Linked DNA regions of Mus musculus: region 1 is linked to region 2. A link is a contact called in public promoter capture Hi-C data. All regions are on one chromosome and are shown on one strand. Each heading gives the region's core, a stretch centred on a gene start, on an enhancer-like site or on the middle of the called end of the contact. The rest is flanking DNA. Distances are from core to core; before and after follow the strand shown.

Region 1 (2,700 bases), core at 11-2,510, 330 kb after region 2:
GGAGCCAGATCGGAACACAGGCTCTCGAGAGTGTGCCAATACTCTTGCAATATGTAGATATTAGCCACCTATGGTTTCATCTTGAGCCTCAGTTTCCCTCCCTCCATACTTCTCTCCCTCCCTTCTTCCTTTTCTCTTTCTCTCTTTTTTCTTTCTTTCTCTCTCTCTCTCTCTTTCCTTCCTTCCTTCCTTCCTTCCTTCCTTTTCTTCCATTCTCTCTCTCTCTCTCTCTCTCTCTCTCTCTCTCTCTCTCTCTCTCTCTCTCAACAGGATCTCAGTATGTAGCTGGAACTCATTATATACACCAGGCTGGCCTCAAACTCAGAAATCCCCCTGCCTCTGGCCTTTGAATCCTGGGCTTGCCAGTTGCGCCGTCACATCCAGTTTATGCAGTGCTGGAGATCAAACCCTGGGCTATATGCATGGTGGACAAGCACTTTACCCACTCAGCTTGTTCCATGCAGTTCCTCTGGAAGCGTGATATTTTCTGGTGCTGGAGTTCCAACCCAGGGCCTTGCACTGGCTAAATCACCGCACATGCTATATCGTTGGTCTGGGCCCTTCCCCCAGCCCCTGCCCTACAACTCTCATCTTTATGAGACTCAGTAGAGGTCGGCAGTAATAATTAATACGACTGTTGCTGTCCTCAAAGAGGGAAAGGAAAGTTCTGGCCCTGAACTTGGTGGTGACAGAGAGACAGACAGCTTCAATGCTAAGGGTTTGAGAGATTATCCACCAGTTTTCTTCTTTTAGTTTTAGAGACAGGGTCTCTCTACATAGCTCTGGCTATCCTGGAGCTCACTCTCTATAGACCAGGCTGGTCTTGAACTCAGAGATCCTCCTGCCTCTGTCTCCCTAGTGCTGGGATTAAAGGCATGTGTCACCAGCTTGGCAACCCAGCTTTCTTTTTGGTTCTCCGGGAGAAACTGACACAAAGAGAAGGGTGGCAATAATGGACCCCAGAAGCCGGGTGGTGGTGGCACTTGGGAGGCAGAGGCAGGTGGATTTCTGAGTTCAAGGCCAGCCTGGTCTAAAAAATGAGTTCCAGGACAGCCAGGGCTACACAGAGAAACCTTGTCTTGAAAAAACAAACAAACAAACAAATAAATAAACAAACAATGGACCCCAGAACCCCCCAACCCACACACTCTAGCAAAGACACATGAGCAGAAGGAAGTGGGTGCAGAGGGCCAGCATCCTCACCGACATGGTGACAGCTCCTGGCCACAGCTCTCCCAGTTGCTCCTAGAGGTTTGTGCTCAAGGTATCCCCTCTTGGTCAGGCTTATAATCCCAGAGTATTACACATTAACCACCCCGAGGCCATAAATAAGGACTTTGGACCTTTATCTCCTAATATCACCCGGTCTGTATATGCAGGCACTCACTCAACAAACAGGAAGATGGCTCCTCACTCACTCTGACTCGATCGTGAGCATCCCTCTGGCCCCGCTTCTGGCAATTCCTACCAGCCTCCGTGGTCAGTACTCCACAAAGCCCAAGGGAGGATGCCCTAGTGCCACCCCCACACAAACCACAAACACCCCGATCTTGGCAGGCCATCCAACCTCTTTGCTGAGCCCAGCTCCTACAACCACAAAAAGACAGGCTGGCTCTGTTAAAAGATGTCCAAGCTTCTAATTTTCAGTGTGTCTGTGAGTCATTCAAAGACTTTTTTCTCCCTTCTCTCATCCATGCTTTTTCTGATTATACATATAATTTGTTTCTTTTTTTTTCTTCTTGTGAAACAGAGTCTGACCATTTAGCCCAGGTTAGCCTTGGACTCTCTATTCTCACACTTCTGCCCCAAGTGCTGGGATTACAGGCAGGAAACACTATATCTGGCTGCACACATTTTGCTTCAAAAGTGGTAGATTCACATCTAGGGCCAGTGAGATGGCTCGACGGATAAAGGTGCCTGCTGCCAAGCCTAACCACCGGGGTTTGCTTCCCGGAGCTCACATGATGGAAGGAAAGAACCAACTCTTGCAAGGTGTCCCCTCTGACCTCCACACATGGACCATGGCACATGTGCACACACAAATAAGTATAACTGAAGTGCTTAAAAACGGGCGGAAGAAGATGCCAAAAGTCAACTATTCTGCGAGGGCTGGGTGGTTCAGTGGTGTGCTGTATCCTCAGGATGCATGCCCTGTGGCTTCCATCCCTGGCACCATGCACAAAAGAGCTTGGTTCTGCTGGGACACAGACCAAACGTGCAGGAGGGAACCCAAGGGTTCGGGACACTGGGGGTTTCTGTCCTTCGCCCTTTATGCCTATGAATTTTGTGGTAGTTGGGGTCCATATACACAATTAGATACTGTCAAGAGGAAGAAACCTGACGTAGTTCCTCTGCTGGGAGGGAACCTGTGCTGCCCGTCCTTCCAGTGGGTTTGTACCACAGACAGGTCTCTACAGTTGTTTATCCTACTTCATTTGGGAACACTGAGGCTCACAGATCTGCACTTCAGAATCAGATGTCGCTGGCTGTGAAACACTCCAGCTCTCCAAGGCTTAGTTTATAGAAGCCATGTCCTACCTCTGAGCACTACTTCATCTTAGTCTGCCCCATTAAAAAACGCTACTCCCAGGCTGGAGAGATGGCTCAGTGGTTAAGAGCACTGACTGCTCTTCCAGAGGTCCTGAGTTCAATTCCCAGCAACCACATGGTGGCTCACAACTATCTGTAATGGGATCTGAT
Region 2 (2,879 bases), core at 177-2,676:
AGTAGGCCGGACACCAGAGGAGCTGGCTCGGTGGGCCGGAAGCCTGCAGTGGGCCCTTTGAGGTGGTGACAGGCTCGGGGGCTGGCACTACCCGATGATCACAGATCAGAAACTGCTATTGAAACCAGACTGGTTTTTACACCTCTTGGCGTCTCTTTGTTTATTTCCTTTTTGTTCCTCTTAACATTTAGTACAAATTCAAAAATATTTTTCTGTGGTTAATACAGGCTGAGAAGGTAAAATGATTACTTCTTGAAAGGCTATGAAGAGGGACTATGTTTTAAAGGGACAGAAGCTCAGAGCCTTCTCTCTAGGGATTGGGGTGACAACAGGAGGTGTCTTCATAGACACCCCCTTTCTGGAATGATCATACTGCTGGGGCCTGCTAGTTCTGCTCCACAGGCAGGGAATTCCCTCAGAGACCAACTCCACGCCTATTCTCAACTACAGGTCGCAGCAACACCCCCCCCCCACACACACACACACATACTTTATTCTGACCATAGATGTGCCCACCCTGTGAAGGAAATCCGAATAACTCACAAACACGTGACCTGGTGGTCATGTGACCTAGTGATTGCAGCTTAGCCCCTCTTTCATTCACACAAGCCGCCAACATGTCTTCCTTGCCAGGCAATATGGGCGACTTACACTCGGGGGAAACTGCCCAGTTTGTCAAAGACTTCAAAGTGCCCATTCCTTCCTCTTCCTGTATAGACCTCACTCTAGAGTCTATGGCTTGAAAGGCAAAGAACTTCCGGAGAGTCAGCATGGTTTGGAGACATTTTTGTTTCCTACCGGTCTGGTCCCTTGGGAGTCAGATGCTCAGAGACACAGAACTGGAGCTTTGGGGCAGGAAGCAGGAAGCAGGGCCCTCTCCCTAGAAACAGGACTAACTGCAGCTGGGATCCCTGGCTGGGTGCTAGGAGAGGGGCCAGGCAGTACCAAGTGTGGGGGTCACACCAACCATAGAGGGGTCTTGCCGGTCCCCACCACCTCACCTAAAATGCCAGAGCCTCTTGGTGGGAGGCTGGGCTACCGACCTTATCATCCAGATGGGCGGGGCTTAGTGGCTGGGGGTGGGTGGGTGGTGAGGAAGTCCCTGCAGGGGCAGGTAAACACCAGAAGCAGTGCAGGGTGGCCAGCAGTGCAGGGTGGCAGATCTTCCAAATGAGCTGGCTAGGCGAGAGGGAAAGAGCTATGTGCTTGCCAGAAAGAGGGGAACAGAGGAATCTCAGACTGTGACCCCAACCCCCATCCCAGTCAGAAGAAGAGAGGCCACCAGCCACTCACCCTCATCCTGCGGCCTCAAGCTCAACTCACAGACCCCGGACGGCCTCTGGCTCCTTGGCCCATGTCTGTGATGATAACTTGTTGCAGGCCCGACCCCTAGGCCTACGACTGAGCTAGGAGGGCGGAGGGATGGAGGGAGGGAGGGAGGGAGGAGGGAGCACGCTGAGCTGGCTTCCCAGTCCCCTCCTCCTGCTCCCGCCCCTCCAGCCTGGGGCTCTGCCTCGGAGGTACTGGGAGACTTGGATCTTTAACATCCTTGGGCATCTGTGGCCCTGGCCCAGCGCTGGGGACCTGTTTGAGTCAAATGCCCTGGGAGTTAGACAGGACGAGCATCAAGAGCCTAGAAAGACTCCGCCTGGAAATTGGAGGCTGCACGAGAGGGGGCGGGGCTCTGCATTACTCAGGAAAAGGGAGGCAGCCCGGATCTAGTCTGAGCCCAAGAGCCATCTGCCAAGAGCTACAGAGACTGAGTGGCATGAGCCACTGGTACCCATCCTCCATAGGTATAAATCCTGGTCCTAACACCCAGCAACATGGTCGAGCATTGCCTCTCCTGCCGGAGGTGTTCAGGGATTCTGCCCCTACCATTCATGCTGGACCAAAGATGGCTTATTCCTTCTTCCCCACCTGGAATCCTGCCTTCACTGACTCTCCTAAAGCCAGCTCCCTTACAGAAGTATAACCCCCAACATGTTCAAGGTGGAGCTGGGGGAGGCAGCCTGTGTGCCCTGGGACTAGGCAAAACCCTGCCTCAGTTTCCTCCTGGGCAAACTGGGGAATGTTTAGCAAAGACCACCGCCCTGGCTCCTAGCCCTGGTTTCCTGGAGGTCGGAAACCCTGTGCAATTCCTGTAAAATGTCCCTCACCCTTGGCGACCTGTTATTTCAGTTTTGCTGGATACCTCCTTGCCTGAGCTAGGTTTCACCTCTCTGGGGAACCTTGGTCCTCAAAAGTATTTAGATTTATTATTCCTAGCCCCACCTCCAGCCTCTCTCCAGGTTAGCAGCTAGAGGGTCTTGGCAGTGGTATTACTCTCTAGCCCACTGCTTAGGGGATAGATTTAGGTCTGGGACTTCAATAAAAAATAAAAAAGTATACCAGCCCTATTTCTTAGGGTCCTTGACAGGGCTGTCTCTGGGTTCAGGCTTCCTGGGCATTTAGGCAGACAATCCAACAGCAAGACTAGGCCTGGAACGAGCCTCAGAGATGATCTAATCCCATCCCTTAATCAGGGACATTGTGGCCCAGGGAGATCAAGCCTTTGGTACAAGGTCACATAGCAGAGCGAAATCCAAGTTGAGAGGACGCCAGATTCTTCTAGTCTGGTGCTGCCTCCCAAAATGACTTGGAGTTCTCAGGTCCAGTCAGGAATACATTGGCAGAAGAAAGCAGAGAGGGGGATGATAGCCCTATAAGGGCCACCACAAAGCTCACACTGGCATGGCTCTGTGTGGCCCTGCCGGAGCAGCATTCTTGAGGCACAGAGCCAGACCTGCAGAGAGGCTACCCGCTTCAAGCTGCAGCCACCAGAGCAAAGGGCTGAGTCAGCGGCCCCGGGGGTGGGAACAGCACCAGGCAGTCTCAGA

The links. Promoter capture Hi-C pulls out the DNA fragments that hold promoters and counts their contacts.
Region 1: a contact with region 2 is called in a promoter capture Hi-C map of hippocampal neurons, with 3 times the contacts expected there. The contact joins the promoter of Lgals2 here to the promoter of C1qtnf6 in region 2. A contact is called at or near these places in 9 of 39 promoter capture datasets (3T3-L1-derived adipocytes, the C10 cell line, cranial neural crest and 6 more), 3 of 484 Hi-C or Micro-C datasets (the N1E-115 cell line, cortical neurons and memory CD8 T cells), 1 of 115 datasets of contacts at active chromatin or transcription factors (embryonic stem cells) and 5 of 9 other capture datasets (adipose tissue, embryonic stem cells, liver and 2 more).

The regions. Positions count from the first base shown.
Region 1 is chr15:78,854,269-78,856,968 of GRCm38.p6, forward strand. Lgals2 (lectin, galactose-binding, soluble 2) reads right to left here and starts at 1,261. Exons shown (of 4, transcript NM_025622.3): 1 at 1,204-1,261. The coding sequence starts at 1,209.
Region 2 is chr15:78,528,225-78,531,103 of GRCm38.p6, forward strand. It overlaps C1qtnf6 (C1q and tumor necrosis factor related protein 6), which reads right to left and starts at 1,427. Exons shown (of 3, transcript NM_028331.5): 1 at 1,294-1,427. The coding sequence starts at 1,299.